Regions from separate parts of the Sus scrofa genome. Here region 2 is linked to region 1. The links are chromatin contacts, called in public HiChIP or PLAC-seq maps. All regions are on one chromosome and are shown on one strand. Each heading gives the region's core, a stretch centred on a gene start, on an enhancer-like site or on the middle of the called end of the contact. The rest is flanking DNA. Distances are from core to core; before and after follow the strand shown. Region 1 holds the start of SBF1 (SET binding factor 1). Region 2 holds the start of HDAC10 (histone deacetylase 10).

Region 1 (4,562 bases), core at 396-2,895:
CGTGCCCCAGGCTTGGGCAGGGTGCAGAGAGCTGGCTAGAGGAGGCGACAGCTTTGGGTTGAGACCTAAGGGCCTAGTTTGGGACATGGTGGATCCGAGAAGGAGCTGGCGGGGGAAGGCCCGCTTGCCCGCTCGCGCCCGCCTCCGTGCGCAGCTGGGACAGCTCCAGGAAAGCCTTCGCTTGCTCTTTGGAAGGTGGAGCTGCGTGCTGGGAGTTGACTTTCACACCATGAATGGGGTAGGGTGGGTGAGCCGTGGACAAGACACTTCTCTGTGGGGAGAGTCTGCGGAGAGTAGCCCCCCAAAGGCCACCTGTCCCCCGGCTTTGGGAGGGAGGCTGTGGTGCAGAGGCTGCTGTCCCCATCCGCCCTCTCCTCCTCTTCCTTCCTCCCCCTGCTGCCTCGTGGCAAGAACTGGGTGAGCCCTGGGTGCCAGCCAGGGCCGAATGGAGATGGTGGTTTGGGGCCGCACACAAGGCAGCCTTTGGGGGAGTCGTCGAGGGAGGAGCCAGGTTCAGGGGAGCAAGCCGAGGCCTGTTGAGGGTGGCTCTTGCGGGTGAACCTGGGGGGACCCTGGGGTCTTCCTGTGGGGGGGGGTGTGGCACCAGCAGACACCTGTCCTCCCCCCATCTCCTCTGTCTGCCACCTTGTCTCAGTGTCAGTGGTGGGAGGGGGAGGGGAGCAGGAAGCTGAGGTTTTGTGAGTCAGAGTCAGGCCGGCACCCTCCCCCCAGCCGGCGGCAACCTGCCTGCTGTCCACCGACCGCCTGGTGTTGCCTCCATGATCGTGGAGGGAGGGTGGGCTCCTACGATGGCAGCTCCTCTGCCTTCCGGGGCCTGGGCAGTGTGTGCTGTCGGCTGCTCAGGCCTAGGCCTGTGCCCAGGCCTCCAGCTCTGTCTGAGGCTCCTGGGCCCATTCAAGTCGCAGGTGGACCAGACTGCTGGTCAAGGGACCTCATCTGCCAGGTCCTCAGGCCGCTGGAGGTGGCCGTCTGGGCCTCGGGACAGAGTCTGTCCCCTTTACCTGCCTGCTCTGCTCTTCTGCCTGCGGAGATTAGGGGGAGGCTTTGGTCTGTCCTCCTTGAGCTGCCGGCGGGGGCTGGAGGAAGAGCCTTCATCCTCCCCAGGCCTGTGAGGGGACTGCTTACCCGACTTGGCTCCATGGAGAGTGAGCAAGAGACAGGGCCCCAGCTGGTCCTGCTGGTAGGGACTGGACATGGGGAAGCAGATGCATGGGGGCTTAATGGGCCCTGTGGCTTCAGGGAACGGAGGGGTCCCTGGGGACGCCGGGAGGGAGCATGCTGGGGATGCAGCAGGCTGTGGGCACTGGCAGGGGCCCAGGGCTGCACACGGCCACCTGGTCTGTGGCTGTGTGCATGCCGAGGCCTTGCAGGCGGGAAGCAGGCCTGTGTGCCACCACCTTCAGTCCTTCCTGCCCTCTGCCATCCTCAGGCTGTCTTCTGGGACCTTTGCTGGTCCTGTCTCTGAGGCAGTGGGGACAAGCAGCAGTCTGCAGCCACAGGCACAGGTGGCCTCCCCCCAACTCAGGCAGCAGGAGTGAGACCTGCACCTCTCAAGTGAGCTCAGGGCTGGGGGTGAGGCAGAGGCTGGGAGCAGGAGGAGATTCATGGCAGCCTGTCCACTGTCATGGTGCTAGCAGGTCAGGAGGTCATGGGGGCTGAGTGCCTAAGCTGGGGGTTGCCAGAGGGGCAGGGGCTGGCACACTGGCGTGGGTTCTGGCTGGGGATGTTGCCGCAGCGGAGGGACCCAGGAGTCAGGGAGCGGGAGCAGGGAGTGCTCTCCACCCTGGGCTGGCACGTCTGTGCTCTTGGTGTCCAGCCCCACAGCAGGGGCTTCTCTCTGTGCCCTCTGGTGGCCTCGGGAGCCGGGGCTGGTCTGGTGCCCGCAGAGGGCCAGGGACCTGCCGTGTCTCCACACGGTCCTTGGGGTTCCCAACCTGCCGCCCGGGAGGTGGGAGGTGGCTGGTGCTCTGAGTGGCTTCTGTCTTCAGGGAGTGGGGAAGGCCAGGGCCAGATCCTGCAGCGCTTCCCGGAGAAGGACTGGGAGGACAACCCATTCCCCCAGGGCATCGAGCTGGTGAGTGGGGTGCTCCCCGGGGGGTGGGGGCAGGGCAGCAGCTTGGCACTTGTCCCTGGTGCCAGCCCTCACTGGGTCCTCGGATCCGTCAGCCGCATTGGAGGGCAGAGGGCGGGTGGCGCAGGCTTGGCTGGCCAGGTGCTTGTCGTGTCCTGTTGTCCCTCCCTTGTGGCAGTGGGGACCCCACACGGTGAGGCCCCCACACGGGGAGGCCAGAGGCTGTTTTTGTGGGGTGGGGGCCGCGTGCAGGAGGCAGGGCCCGTGGGCGGTGGAGCTCGGTGCTGGACCTGGCGTCCGGGCCCTGGCTGCAGTCCCCGGAGGGCGGGGGGCTGGGGGAGCTGACTGCTGCCCCTCCCTCCCCATAGTTTTGCCAGCCCAGCGGGTGGCAGCTGTGTCCTGAGAGGAATCCACCGACCTTCTTTGTTGCTGTCCTCACCGACATCAACTCCGAGCGGCACTACTGCGCCTGCTTGACCTTCTGGGAGCCCGCGGAGCCCTCGCAGGTCAGCCTGCCTGGGGCTGAGTGTCCGGCTGTGGCCGACTCCCTCTGCCCTGTGTGTCTCCCTGTCCGTGTCTGGTCCCGGAGCCCCAGGCTCGTGGAGGCCAGAAGGGCCAGTGCTGAGTCCTGACGTCTGTCCCCAGGAAGGGGTGTGCCCTGGGGACACCGAGAGGGCGGAGGAAGCAGATGAGGGAGTGCCACCATCACCCGCAGCGGCTGGCTCGCCCGGCCAGCTCTTTGCTCCGAAGACGCTGGTCCTGGTGTCTCGACTGGACCACGCAGAGGTGTTCAGGGTGAGGCGGGCAGCCAGGGCTCGAGGCAGGACGCGGGGTGCTCTCGCCGGCCGCGCCGTCACCCGCACGTCTGTGGTCCTTGCAGAACAGCCTCGGTCTCATCTACACCATCCACGTGGAGGGCCTGAACGTGGGCCTGGAGAACGTGGTCGGGAGCCTGCTGACCTGCATCATCCCCCTGGCCGGGGGCTCACAGGTGGGTCGTGGCGGCTGCTGTCCACTGCAGCCTTGGGGCCCCCGGGTGCCCGCGGCGTGGGCTGCGGCCTGGTCGGCACCTGGAGTGCAGCCTGGCCTGAGCCTGGCCCCAGCCTCAGACACTCTCAGGCGTCTTGGTTCCCCCCACCTGTCGCCTTTTCTCGGCCCTGCCTGCCTGCCTTGTGTGTCCCGTGTCCCGCCTGGCTCTCTACCTGGCAGCCACTGGTTGCTCTGTCCTCTCACCCTCTGGGTGTGCCTGTCTGAGTGTCGACATCCGCTTATCTGTCTGTCCACCCTGGTCTGTGCCTGTGCGTGTGGCTGTGTCTAACTGTGTCTCTCTGCCCGTCTGTCCTGTGCAGCTGGACTCTGTTGAGGACGGAGTGGTACGAATACTTTGTTTCTTCTGCCCACCCAGGCCCCTTCCCTGCCCCAGGTCAGAGGCCCTGAGTTTTCTCTGTGGCATACTCAGGCGACAGCGGCTGGGTGTGGCCTTTCCCTCAGGCCGCACCGCCTGTCCTGGCCGGTCCCACCTCGGGTCTTTTGGTCCCCGGGGCCCACGTGGGGCTGCAAAGCTCAGGCTGATGCGGGGCTGCCGGGCCGCTAAGCCCTGGTCCCTCTCTCTCCACAGAGAACCATCTCTTTGGGGGCCGGCGACCGGCAGGTCATCCAGACCCCGCTCACCGACTCCCTGCCCATCAGCCGCTGCAGTGTGGCCCTGCTCTTTCGCCAGCTGGGTGAGCCGGCGCCCCGTGCACGTGCTGCTCCCTCCCCCTCCCGGGGCGGGTGGACCAACCATGAGGCCTCCTCGCCCTGGGCAGTGGCCTCTAAGCCTGTCCTCCCCACAGGCATCACCAATGTGCTGTCTCTGTTCTGTGCGGCGCTCACGGAGCACAAGGTGCTCTTCCTGTCTCGCAGCTACCAGCGGCTCTCGGATGCCTGCCGGGGACTCCTGGCGCTGCTCTTCCCTCTCAGATACAGGTGCTCACTGGCCCCGGGCTCCCTGGCCCCTCCGCCCGCCCCTCCTCTGGCCTGGGCTCCCGGGCGGCCGCACTGAGCCTCGCCCATTGCAGCTTCACCTACGTGCCCATCCTGCCGGCGCAGCTCCTGGAGGTGCTCAGCACGCCCACGCCCTTCATCATTGGAGTCAACGCCGCCTTCCAGGCTGAGGCCCAGGAGCTGGTGAGGGCCCTGCCTTGTGCCTGCCCCGCTGCTCCCTGCCCTGCCAGCCGGCCTGTGGGTCCCTGACCTCTTGCTGCCTTTGGTCCACAGCTGGATGTGATTGTTGCTGACCTGGATGGAGGGACAGTGACTGTCCCTGAGTGTGTGCACATCCCACCCCTGCCAGAGCCGCTGCAGAGTCAGACACACAGTGTTCTGAGCATGGTGAGGCGGGGCCAGGGCCGCGGGCAGCTGGGGGGTCTCTGGGCGACAAGAATTGAGAGGAGCCCAGGACCCGGGCCTACCCCGCTCCCCTCTGCCT
Region 2 (4,711 bases), core at 677-3,176, 170 kb after region 1:
TCAGTGGCTCAAAGCCTGTGCCCTGGGCCTGGGAGCTCTCCCCACCCCCACTCCCACCCTCACCCTGAGTGGAACCCCACGGGACTTCTGGCTGGTCGGGGTGAGCACCAGGGAGCTGGGCCCGGGGCTTCGTCTTGGTGGCTGGCGACCATCTCAGCAGGGATGGTGTGAGGGGAGCTGTCTGAGGGCTGAGGGGCCCCGTCTCGCGTAACTCTGTCACTCCCACCCTGCCCCAGGTGTCACGTATAAAGAGGTGCTCAGCTTCAAGCCTCCCCAGCAGCTGGGGACCAAGGTCTCCAAGGAAACGGCCCTGTGAAGACCCCTGGAACCTGGCTGGGGCTTCCCCCTGGAAGGGCCGTCCTGGTTTCCCCTGTGGCTTTGGCTGGGGCTCGTGTCCTGGGAGTGCCCTCGTTCCCTGGAGCCCCTCCCACAAGCTTGTTCTCCTGCTCTCAGGCCCCACCTCAGCCTCTCCTTGGAGGAGCACCTGGCCTTTTTGGACGGGATGCCCACCTGACCTGGGGCTGGCCTCTGGCCCCCTGAGCAGTGGTCTGCTCCTCCAGGGTGCAGCAAGAAGCCTCGGAGCCTGTGAGGGGGGAGGGGTTTAGGGTCGAGGCCTGGCTTATGCCATTGCTGAGAGGAAGGACAGGGAGGGCACAGGTGATGACTCAGGGACACCTCTGCATCCCCAGCCTGGAATGTACATCGGCCACGTGGCGTGGCCACTCGGCTGGAGGAAATAAACCCTTTCTCTCTCCTGCTCTGCCTCGCCTGCTGATTCTTGGGGTAGGTCTTCAGCTTTAGGTTTTTGAGCTGCAGCCCCGTGCAGAGTATGGAGGCTGGCCTGGGAGCCTTGGGCCATCCTGAGCCACTGGGGACCCCTTCCCTCCCAGGTCACAAAGCTGGTGCACCCCATCCTGTGCCATGAGCCCCAAGTCTGGAGCCCCCACCTCACGGCCTGGCTCTGCCCCTCTTGTAGGGTGGCTTTCCTCTAAGATCCTGGAGCCGGAGGCTGACGGGGGCGGGTGTGTGTGTGTGTGTGCATGTGTGTGTGTGTGTGTGTGTGTGTCAGGGTTCAACGTGGATCTCGGCTCCAGATGTTAGGACTCCCTGCACTCTCCAAGGCCAGGCTTTGGGGGGTGGTCACAGTAGACCCCTCCAGGCACCTCTGGTGTCTTGAGACGCCTGTGCCTTAGCAGAAAACTAGGTTCGGTGTTTTTTTTCCTGCCCTTTGCCGGGCCATGCCCCACCACCATCAGTGAGCCACCGCTGCTGTCTGCCCGCTGTTCCTCCTCTGAGGGCTGGCAGCTGGGTTACTGGCCACCCTTGGGCTTTGCCTTGGCTCCTCCCACCTGCTCTCCTGGCAGGTGCACGTGAAGCCGGGCTAGGCCTGCTCCTTTCTCCCGGCTTGGGACTCAAATGGACGCACAGTTGATCCAGCCAAATCCGGTCCGAGGAGCTGCCACAGTGGACACCGGCCTTCTCTGCCCAGGAGGCCTCTTGTGCCTCTGACGGAGCCCGGCCCAGACCCTCGGCTCTCAGCGACCCCGGCTGGCCCGTCTGCCGCAGGCCCCGCCTTCGAGGGCATGTACTCAGGAAGGCAAGTCAGCACCTGCTTCCTAGCCGCCAAGACAGCCAGGACGGTGGCGATGTACGCGGGGCTGCGGGCCACGGGCAGCGGGGCCCTGTCAGGGCCTCCTTCTGCATCCATCTCACGGTGGAGAGCTTCCCTGTAGGGAGGGCCACGGCGGCTGAAGAACGCGACTACGGCCACTCTGGCTCCCAAGGTCCCGCCTCCAGGACCCTAGGCCCCGCCTCCAGGACCCTAGGCCCCGCCTTCAAGAGACCCGCCCTCGGGGCTCCGCCTCCAAGGCCAGGACCCCGCCCCCGGAGCCCTTTCAGGTCCTGGGCGACCCGTTTCCTTCTGTCTAAAGATGTTGCTCTGGGCTGTGCCCGCGCCTCCTCCATTGCGGCCTCGTTCGTTCACTCACTGCTGCAGCCCTAGCCCAAACCCTCCCTCTGTCGGCCTCCGCGCCGCCTTCCCCCGCGCCGTGCCGCTCCCGTCCAGCTTCTCTGCACAGCCCTGACCCTCCGACTCGTCCACTTTCTGGCCAGGGGTCTTCCCGGAGCTTACATCGGACACGCTCCTCCTCTCTGGATCCTCGGGGGGCAGCGCTGCGCTGCAGCCCGCGCTTCGCTAAGCCCCGGGCAAGGGTCCTCCTCCTCGTGGCCTGCCCGCCCAGCTCTTCCCTGAGCCCCGGCCGGGGGCTCTAGGGCGGCTCTGGGCGCGATGGGCTACTGACGTGTCCGACCAGCGGTCTGCGCGGTCAGAGTGGGCCTGGGAGAGGCTTGGGGCGGAGGGGCAAGGACCCGCGCGGGGCTGCCGCGTGGGCACAGCGTGCAGGTGGGGCCGCCGCGACAGTCCGCAGGAGCCTGGGCCTGCTGGCTCTCGGTCCTCGCGCCCTTCCGCTCCCACCTCTGCAGGAGCACCACGGCCCGCGGGGCGCCGCCCGCGGCCGGAGCAGGAGGTGGAGCCGCGGCTGGCGGGCAGGGCCCCGGCGCCGGCCCGGCGGTCCGCGCCGCGCGGGGGCGGGGCTTGCGGCAGCCGGAGGCGGGGCGGTTCCAGGTCCCAGGACGAGGAAGCCGGAAGCCGAGTCCCAGAGACACCTTGTCAACCCTTCCCCGCTGGGGCCTGCGGCCTCCTTCCCGTCTGTGCCCGCGGCCCCGGCCCCAGGCGTTGGGCTGCAGAGTGGGACGGGCAGTGCCCTCACCTGCCTGTGAGCGGTAGCGTCCTGCCCAGCCCGCAGAGGACGGCCCCAGAGTGAACGCGGCCGGGCCATGGGGACCGCACTGGTGTACCACGAGGACATGACGGCTGCGCGGCTGCTGTGGGACGAGTAAGTGGGACCTGGCCGAGGGGGGGTCGCGGAGGGCTCCGGGCTCTGAGCTCCCTGTCCATTCAGCCCCGAGTGCGAGATCGAGCGTCCTGAGCGTCTGACCACAGCTCTGGAGCGCCTGCGGCAGCGCGGCCTGGAGCAGAGGTGCCTGCGGCTGGTAGCCCGAGAGGCCTCGGAGGCGGAGCTGGGCCTGGTGCACAGGTCAGGTCCGCGGGGGACCGCCTGCCCCGAGCATTCCTGCGAGGACCTGGGCCTGCCCCAGCCGGCCAGTGCCTCCTCCACACACCTCACTTTCACCACGGGATGGGTGGGTGAGGGAGAAATGAGGTGGGCAGTCCCATTGGGGTCCAGGCGCCCTTCCTCCGTCCGATACCTGCTCCTCCTGGTGACCCTGCCTTGCCGCCTGCCTCTCTGCAGCCCCGAGTACGTGGCCCTGTTGCGGGGAACCCAGGCCTTGAGCACTGAGGAGCTCCAGGCCCTATCCAGACAGTTCGACGCCGTCTACTTCCATCCGGTGCGTGCCCTGGGGACACCCCCGCCCACCCACTCCTCTGGGGACTTGGGCGGGTGCCAGCATCCTACTGGCTGCCACTGCTGCCTCCGGCACTGGCCTGGTCCATTCTGCCCAGTGCTTGGTGCCTTGCAGCCTGGCTCGGGCCTGGGTTGCGCCTGTGAAGGGTAGTGGGCAGGGAGCTTATCTGCATCCCTGCCCCCCGCAGAGTACCTTCCACTGTGCCCGGTTGGCCGCAGGGGCTGCTCTGCAGCTGGTGGATGCAGTGATGGCGGGAGTTGTGCGCAACGGTCTCGCCCTGGTGAGGTGAGCACTGCCCCCTGCCCTGGCCGCCCTGACCTGTGGGCGGGTGGCCCTGCGTGGGCTCGGAACGACCCCAACATGCCCTGCATGGTGCTCTCACCCCCAGGCCGCCTGGGCACCACAGCCAGAGGGCCGCCGCCAATGGATTCTGCGTGTTCAATAGTGTGGCCATAGCAGCCAAGCATGCCCAGCAGAAACATGGACTGCACAGGTTGGTGCCAGCTGGGCTGCAGGCCGAGGCCCAGGCCAGACGGGAAGGGGGTAGCGAGGGCCTCTGAGAAACCCTACCCAGCCCCTTCCCATCCTGGGCCTGGCTCCTGGCCTGGGGGTGGGAGACCCTCCCCCTCAGTGACCCAGAGCTGGCTGTCCCCAGGATCCTCATCGTTGACTGGGACATCCACCATGGTCAGGGCACCCAGTATATCTTTGAGGATGACCCCAGGTAAGCTGGGCATGGGCTCAAGACCCTTCCCTGTGACCTCACTTTTCAGGACACACGGTCTGTCTGGCCTGGGAAAGCACGAGGGGGGAGACAGAGCCTTGTGCTTGGGGGTCAGGGTTCTGCGAGGTGCCCTGCGGCTGCAGGGCCTGACCTCTGACCTCTGACCCCTGCCGGCTGTGGCAGCGTCCTTTACTTCTCCTGGCACCGCTATGAGCACGGGCGCTTCTGGCCCTACCTGCGAGAGTCTGATGCAGACACCGTCGGCCGCGGGCGGGGCCTTGGCTTCACGGTCAACCTGCCCTGGAACCAGGTGCTGGCCCCTCGTCCCAGGCCCCCCACCCAGAGCCCTCACCCTGCCCGCATCACCCCCTCCGGTGGAGCCCAGGGCATGGTGCCAGGATGGCCCCTAGAGCCTGGGCCCCGAGGGCAGGGGCAGACTCCGCAGCCCTCCCTGGCAGGGCCAACAATGACACCCTGTGGCTGCAGGTCGGGATGGGAAACGCAGATTACATGGCCGCCTTCCTGCAGGTGCTGCTGCCCTTGGCCTTTGAGGTGACTGGG

Evidence for each region. HiChIP or PLAC-seq counts read pairs in DNA pulled down with a chosen protein or histone mark.
Region 2: a contact with region 1 is called in an H3K27ac HiChIP or PLAC-seq map of alveolar macrophages. The contact joins the promoter of HDAC10 here to the promoter of SBF1 in region 1. A contact is called at or near these places in 1 of 47 Hi-C or Micro-C datasets (embryonic fibroblasts) and 1 of 2 datasets of contacts at active chromatin or transcription factors (alveolar macrophages).

The regions. Positions count from the first base shown.
Region 1 is chr5:264,870-269,431 of Sscrofa11.1, forward strand. SBF1 (SET binding factor 1) reads left to right here and starts at 1,646. Exons shown (of 41, transcript NM_001206370.1): 1 at 1,646-1,658; 2 at 2,010-2,095; 3 at 2,461-2,598; 4 at 2,738-2,887; 5 at 2,973-3,083; 6 at 3,711-3,816; 7 at 3,928-4,060; 8 at 4,153-4,261; 9 at 4,352-4,465. The coding sequence starts at 1,646.
Region 2 is chr5:437,216-441,926 of Sscrofa11.1, forward strand. It overlaps HDAC10 (histone deacetylase 10), which reads left to right and starts at 1,927. Exons shown (of 17, transcript XM_021091340.1): 1 at 1,927-2,894; 2 at 2,961-3,095; 3 at 3,312-3,408; 4 at 3,614-3,711; 5 at 3,815-3,919; 6 at 4,200-4,207; 7 at 4,334-4,460; 8 at 4,637-4,702. The coding sequence starts at 2,836. MAPK12 (mitogen-activated protein kinase 12) reads left to right here. Exons shown (of 12, transcript NM_001025224.2): 12 at 237-755. The coding sequence ends at 316.